Linked DNA regions of Triticum aestivum: region 2 is linked to region 1. The links are chromatin contacts, called in public Hi-C maps. All regions are on one chromosome and are shown on one strand. Each heading gives the region's core, a stretch centred on a gene start, on an enhancer-like site or on the middle of the called end of the contact. The rest is flanking DNA. Distances are from core to core; before and after follow the strand shown.

Evidence for each region. Hi-C and Micro-C count contacts between places; a contact is called where the count stands out from the background.
Region 2: a Hi-C map of leaf shows a contact between it and region 1, with 2.5 times the contacts expected there. The contact joins the promoter of LOC123080288 here to the promoter of LOC123141088 in region 1. A contact is called at or near these places in 2 of 5 Hi-C or Micro-C datasets (both in leaf).

Annotation. Positions count from the first base shown.
Region 1 is chr1B:596,053,609-596,057,556 of IWGSC CS RefSeq v2.1, forward strand. It overlaps LOC123141088 (kinesin-like protein KIN-14O), which reads right to left and starts at 1,735. Exons shown (of 11, transcript XM_044560351.1): 1 at 954-1,735; 2 at 551-738; 3 at 375-458; 4 at 118-279; 5 at 1-34. The coding sequence starts at 671.
Region 2 is chr1B:596,473,224-596,477,171 of IWGSC CS RefSeq v2.1, forward strand. It overlaps LOC123080288 (AP2-like ethylene-responsive transcription factor CRL5), which reads left to right and starts at 2,079. Exons shown (of 1, transcript XM_044503204.1): 1 at 2,079-2,714. The coding sequence starts at 2,136. The coding sequence ends at 2,714.

The DNA of each region.
Region 1 (3,948 bases), core at 485-2,984:
CGGAGGATTGGCTTCACGTCATGGAACACATCATCTGCATCATCAACAAGATCCGACTGACACTTGAAAAAGATAGATGCGCAGTGAAAAGGTAGTGAAGCAAGATCAAGAAGCTACCTTGCGTTGACTCCTGATCAAACACCCGATCAACACTGAAATCTTTCTTGATCCCCACTGCCCGAACTAGGATGTTCTCTTGTTCGACAGTAACTGGTGATTTGATCTTGATGTTGCTGGTTGAGATCGACGGCCGGACTCGGCAGAACACCCTGATGCTTCCTGAATTTTATCCAAATTCAGCTTCTTAGAGTCTCAAGGAATACTAACTCTAAATCTATGCTGCTGCTATCTAGTTCTAGGATCAAAGGCGGTACCTTTCAGGTCTATGAGCTTGTCCAGCGCCTCACGTCTCCTCCGGTTGAGATGCCTCTGCCTCGATCTCAGAGCAGAAATCTCTTCTGAAACACCACCGAGCCGAACGAGTTATTTAGCCGGTGAATCATCACATGAATGAACTGAATAAACAGGAGAGGAGAGTGGTGGTCTCAACCATGCAGAGTTGAGATTTCCTTGTCATGGCCAAGTACGACTCCACCGTTGGGGAGATCCGAGCTCAGGTTCTCCAGTGGCAGCATTATATTTACATGCCCCCCCATGGCCTCCTTCTCCATGCAAAGAAATCAAGAGCTTCTTCTTCTTCCTTCCTTCCTTCCTCAGAGAAGCTTCATCTGCTTCATACTGAGAGAAGAAACCAGAGTATCAGCACTATCTTTGTGAAGGAATATGAAAGAACTCATTACAAGCAAAGAATGACAAGAGCAGAGGGAATATATTCCAAACGCCTTTGCAATGATTGGCCCTACGCAGGCAGGAGGACATCAATAATTCAATATGTGTACTTCAAATGGAATCTACCCAGCTAAATAACATTAAGTACATGATTTCTCCAATACCTTATGATTGTTGCATCTGTAGCCCCTCTTGGACCCAATTAATATAGGAGCTTCTCCCAAATAGCTTCTTCAGAACAAAAAGAACACAAGAAAGATCACCAATCCAGCGTAATTTAGCACTAGTACCTTGAGGAGAGTCTGCTGCTGCTTGAGCCTCCTGTCCCTGATTCCTTTTCTCCTCGGGAAACAGGGAGTTGTGTTCTTGATCTTTGATCTGGAGGCAGAGTAAGGACAGATAATATGAGGAATAAAGAGCGAGCCAAGCTAGGGGACAAGACAACCCCTCACTACAATGCAGCTCAAGGCTTTTTGGTGCTGGATCTTGATGGCTAAAGCTGGGACTGGGGGTGGCTAGAGCCTAGAAGCAATTACCAAAGCTCAAAGCTGCATCCAGCACATGGCTGTGGAAGAAGGAAGAATCCTACCCTATCCCAAGCCACAAGAATGCACGCTCTGGCTTTATTCCACTCAGGAACAGCACACAAGCAAAGGTAAGCTATACGCCGGAAAGCGCTTCGCACCACACTGGAAAGGGAAAGCCTGAAAAAAAGGGGCTTCTTTCTTTCCAAGATCACCCAAGGGAATGATGTATCAGAGGAAGAAACCCATCAATAAACAGTTGTGCAAGATGCAACTGTTGTTTGGGGATGAGAGAGAGGAGCACTCCAAGTCTGCTACTGCTGCATGTGTAGTCCAGGCAAGAGACAGTTAGGTGGCGTGGAGAGGCCTGGATTTAGAAAATCCAGGGGATGAAATGGTGTGATCAAACAGCCCCCGCACCACTCGCTGGAAAACCAATCGGGGAGGAGAGCCGGTGACCGGACCGGATCGTCTGTGGTGCCAGCTTTTGAAGGCATTTGCTGTGTTGTCTGCTGGACATCTATTTAAGTGTTGGTAACTCTGCTTTTTATGAAGATGTCTTTCTGTTAAATTTTGTTGCTGACAGCAGTTAATGGGTTTGCTGGTAGATTCTTGCCTTTGGGTTGATAGGATGGCGCGCGGCGCGGTGGGACTCAGGGCAATGACACAGAAAATCTGGGCGGGCTGCCAAGATAAAGTAAACTATCTAGTTCTGTGTTCCGTTGACTGCAGGAGTGCAAATAGTTCCAAAATTCAGTAAAGGCTTCCTTTACCCATGAGGATTCTACTGGCCGCTGCAGAGTTCTTCCTCCATGCAGATTTGTAGTTCTCTGCTGAAATGAGTAAGAAATGGCCCACAGACAGATAGACCAAACAAGGTTCAGATTTGTTTAGACTGTTTGAAACACTATACTTTTTTGGGGGGATTTGACTGGTTAGAAGTTTATGAAATTCTTGTGTTCCAAACGGGCCCTTATTTTGTGTTAGTACTAGCAGCAAGCAATAACGACATCCTATGACATCTGATAAGCCCTTTTCCGTACCTATGACACTTGAAAAGCTATTTTATTTTGTAATTGGAGAAGTCCTAAATGGAGCACAGTTTGCATAGCAACAACCAACAAGTCTCCATCTCAAGAACAAAATACACATTAAGGAGCAAGAATGTCATGTCATGCAGGGTACTGATCCAATGTTGGATATGAAGAAATCTTATTCACGGCTTCTTGGATTCTTGCAATAAGATTCAGAGGTACAACTCTCTTAACCACCTTGTACTCTTCTCCTGAACGAGAATTATCCTTTGATGGGAATCCTCTTCTACAAAAATATTTTTAATTTGTATCGCTGCCGTGTTTGCCGCCTAACCGCTATTGCTCACCTAACAATCTGCTTGCTACTAATTAAAAAGGGTGAAGATTTAGATTGCATCTCCTGTGTAAGAAATGGGATGTGGTTTGTACGATAGTGGATGCCAACTACATCTCTCCAATAAAATACAGGTCATGCCTGCTCCTAAAGCCAAATAGGTCCAAGGTTTCAACTGATCTAGCTAGACAGACCAATAATATATTATTAGGAAAAGGACAGGTGATGCCGAAGTTTCAACTGATCTTTGTCATCCCATGTTCTCAACTTCCAAATGCATCGGATACCAAGTGCATATAATATAACTAGATACTAGGCCCGTAAGGGATTCTTTTTCCTGGGTTTTTTTGAACTTTTTTTTACTGCTCCTGGAAAATTGACGCGCGTGAATGGGTAGTTTCTCTAAGCAGCGTAACGCGTGTGGAGTCAAAGAATTCCAGGGCGTACTCATTTTTTAGGAAAAAGTTCAAAATAAACCTTAAAGTTGTAACCAAAAGCTAAATCAAACCCTAAACTTTGAATTCCGGAAATTGGCACTCTGAACTTGTAATCCCGGTCTATTTTAGACCCTAGACCTGTTTGACACACCAGGAATATTACTCCCTCCGTTTTTTTTAGTCTGCATATAAGATTTGGTCAAAGTCAAACTTTGTAAGTTTGACCAGCTTTGTAGGAAAAAATATAAACATCTACAATACTAAAGTTATATGGTATGAAAATTAATTTCATAATGCATCTAACAATATTGGTTTCATATTGTGAATCTTGGTATTTTTCTTTGTAAACTTGGTCAAAGTTAACAAAGTTTGACTTTGACCAAATCTTATATACAGACTAAAAAGAAACGGAGGGAGTACAATCCCGGCTGGGATAACCAGCTACTCTCAGAAACAAGAATTTGGGCCAGCCCACTATAACACAAGAAGAATTCGTGAAGGTTAAAACATGTTTGCACGTTTCTAAAATTGTTCAGAAGTTAAAAAAGTTCATGTTTTATATTTTTAGCACGAATTCAACTCATTTTGTATTATTTAAAAATTATTTGGAATTCTGAAATTCTGTTCGCATTTTAAAAAACTGTTCGCGATTTACAAAAAATCATATTTGTCAAAAAATGTTCAGAATTACAACAGTTATTCACATGCTATTAATTTTTCCGGATCTTCAGAATTGTGTCGCATTTTCTGAATAATATTTTCGGAATTTTCATAAATTATTTCGTAAATAATGTTTTTTAAAAAATGATTCAGATTGTTGGCTGCGGACT
Region 2 (3,948 bases), core at 829-3,328, 420 kb after region 1:
TTGTTTGTTTTGACTGCTCCGTAATCACATAACGTGGTATTAGATCCCAGCCTAGTTCAAATCTGTTATCGGTCGAAATTGTCCGTAATGAAATCCGCTGTGGTGTCTCCCTCCTTGCTATCTCCTCTGGTTAAAGCGTTTCTGCCGCCACCAGCTGTCCACATCGCCGCCGCAAACTGCCGCCACCGTTGTCGTCGTTGCATCCGCTGCCGCTCCGGTCGCCGTCGTTGCATCTGCTGCCGGCATTGTCGCTGCAGCCGCCGCTGTTGTCCTTGTTGTTAGCCTCGCTCTTAGGCCCTCGCCCCCAAGACACGAACGATGCTGCCTCCTTCCTCGCCCGCCATGCGCAGCTTGGATCTGCTTCCAGCCAGCGGTTCGTCCTTGGCTGGTACTTGCCCAACTCTGGTATTCATTAACGTTACAGCATTGGTAGCCAAACAAAGTATGATTTTTGCCCATACCGTTTACGTTAACAGTGTAACCCAATTACGTTTGCGTTTGCGTTACTGATCTGCAACCAAACACTTCCTAAAAAGTATGTGACATTTAAAAACTGCTTAAACATTGTTAAAGATATTTGTGTAATTAAAAAAATGTAAGTTGCATTTTTTAAATGTTCACACATTTCAAGAAAATGTTCATGTGAGGAATATAAATGTTTGTGTGTATGTTGCTATTTATCTTGTTCTATTTAAATAAACTACACTGTCAATAGAAATTCACCAGGACATATGCATATTATCAAGGGAGAGTGGGATCATTCTGATTGAGCAGTCTATTTTCTTCAAACTTCAAATTATTTAAATTTTAAATTTCTTACGGACAAAACGGTCGAACTATATTTTCTTTATATAGATTTTTCAAAATTATTCAAATTCAAACAATTTTTCACTGATTTCTCCAAAAGAAATTTATGTACATTTATTCTGCAGTATATCTTCTTTTATCTACATTTTTAATTTAAAATTATTCAAATTCAAGAAACAAATTTGATTTTCCCAAAAAAAATAAGTACATTCATTCTGACTTATATTTTTATTTTATCTAGATTTTCAAGTTTAAAATTATTTAAATTAAAACAAAATTTTCATTGATTTGTCCACAAGAATTTATGTTCATTCAGTCTGTACAAGATTTTTAAGTTTAAATTATTAATTTTGAAACAAAAATTAAGTTGATTTTCAAAACCATCTAAAAAACATTACATTCGATCTGACTATATTTCCTCTTATCTAGGTTTTCAAAATTTAATTATCCAAATTCAAGCAAAATTTTCGTCGATTTTCCAAAGATTTTACGTGCATTCATAATGCACTGGATTTTTTCAGTTAAAACTATTAGAATTCAAACAAAAATTTAGGTGATTTTTTCAAAATAATTACATACATACATTCATCCTGGAATATATATCCTTTTGTGTAGATTTTCAAATTTCAAATTATTTTAATTCAAACAAAATTTTATTCAATTTTTCGGAAAAGTGTATCAAGAAATATAAGTTGTTTACTTACATAGGAAAAAACAAAGAAGAATACAAAAGATATGTGTATATCTCTTTAGTTACACACACGGCTATACAATTTTTGCACACCTTTTTTCGTTTTTATTTCCACTTTAATTAGTACTGTCCATGTTATATAAAGCTAACTGTGATATCTAATTGTCAAATGTCAGTTGGGAGTGGTTATGCATGCGCTGCTAATCGCAGCAGGTCGTGAGTTCGAATCCCATCCCCTGCACCGGCGTTTTCAATTTTATTTGAGGATTTTTTGTGTAAATAAAATATAAAATATAAGGGTGCTTTTTGAAAAGAAAAAAAAGTGCTCATGGATTACCCACAGCCTTAGAGCATCTCCAACAGGCGCGGCAAAACGCGCGCCCACGCGGTAAAATCAATTTTTCGCGCGCGCCGGTTGGTTCCGAGCGCTCCAGCGGTAGAGGGAAGTTAGCGCGCGCAGGAAGCGTTTGCGCACGCGCGGTACAAAGCGGCACGCGGCGCGCTAGATTTGGCGCGCCGCTTCGCGCGCGCCTATAAAGTCCCGCGCTTCGCCACGCGCCCTTCTCCTCGCAATCTCGCCGCTTCGCACTCCACCGCTTCGCCGCGTCGCCGCTTTCTGCGCCACCACCGCGCCACCATGCCGCCGCGCCGCCGGGGTGCTTCGGGCTTTCGCGGCGTCCGCGAGCGCCCCAACGGCTGGTACTCCGCCGAGATACGGGCCGGCGACGTCCGGCTCGGCCTCGGGACGTTCCGGAGCGCGCGCGAGGCGGCCCGCGCGTACGACGCTGCGGCGTGGCGCTTGGACAGGCCCCGATCCCAGATGAATTTCCGGGACGTCTTCACGCGCGAGGAGGCGCAGCGCCTCGCCCCTCCGCCGCGGCTGATCACGGACATGGACCGTGCCGACCACGCTCGGCGGCAGCGCCGTCTCCTCGTCGCCGAGGAGGACGAGCGAGCCATGGCAGAGTGGCGCCGTCGCCACCCAGAGGACGTCGACGCCGAGCATGCCTACTGGGCGGAGAGGACGGCAAGGCGCCACTCGGAGCGGGCGGACCGGCGTCAGCGGAAGGCAGTGGCGAACGAGCAGTGCGACATCGTCTCCGCAGGTGGGAGGTCGTTCTTCACCTCGGACGATGAACGTTGGGACGACGTCTGGCTCTCAACCTCGGACGACACCGACGAGGATGACGATGGTGATGGCAGCGACTTAGCGTAGTTTTCTATCTATGTATGCCGTAGTAATTTCTATCTATCTATCTATGTATGTTGAACTATCTATCATCTATGCCGTAGTAGTTGCATCGATGTAAAATATCTATGTATCGCTTTTTTTATCTATGCAATTTTAATTAAAAAAATATTATAGAATGAGCGCAGGCGCTGCATTTTACTGCGCCTGCGCGAGCTGCGCGCGCGCGGCTTTTCAACGCGGCTGCTGGAGCAAACGCTGCGCGCCGCGCCAAACCAGGCGATGGGCGCGCGCCAAATCTGTTTTTATAGCGCGGCGCGTTGGGCGCCTGTTGGAGATGCTCTTAGACACTGAAAGTGCCCCCCCGCAACTTGGCATGCCATGTCTGCATGGGATATGGCTGAATACAACAGAAAGCATTGTATATGAACGAGAGAACAAGTTAGATGACTAGAAAAACATATTTTACAAGTCTACTAGCAAAAATGCCCGTGCGTTGCAACGGGAGAAAATTTTAACTTCCCTAGCATAGACTAAAATATAAATCATTATTTAATTTATGATCCACGACAATTATTTCTAAGATGAAAAAGAATTATGCATTCAATCATACCGTCTTTGCAAAATGATCACAGTTCAGTTTGTGGCTTCATAGTTTCGTTCTCACTTCCATGCCACAATCAAAGGAGAAGAAAGAAAAAAATGTTTCGGAATAGGCCCATCTTGGCTGACGTAGGGGAGAGATAGAAACGTATTTTTTTCAAAGGCACACATTTTTGGAATTGGTGATTTTTTGAAATTAATGAACATTTTTTGTTTGACGAACATTATTTTTAATGCATGCAGCGAACATTTCTGCAATCGATGATTTTTTTTAAATTCACGGTCATTTTTTATTTTTTGTGAACATTCTTATAAAAATTAATGAACATGTTTTGAATTCACAGATATTTTTTTAATTCATAAATATTTTACTACTTCTGAAACATTTTTCAAAATTCACATTTTTTAATTTGGAACTTTTTTGAAATCCCAAAATAATTAAATAAGAAAAAAGAAAAAAGAAAATAAGAAAATACCGGCGTCCCTCCCTGCTCATGGGCCATCCTAATAGGGTGCACGGTTTCTAAAATATTTTTCAATATTCTCATTTTCTTTTGAAATTTGGAACTTTATAAAATCCCAAATTATTTTAAAAAAGGAAACTAGAAAGAAAAAACGAAATAAGGAAAAGGGAAGCCCCTCCCCGCTAATGGGCCGG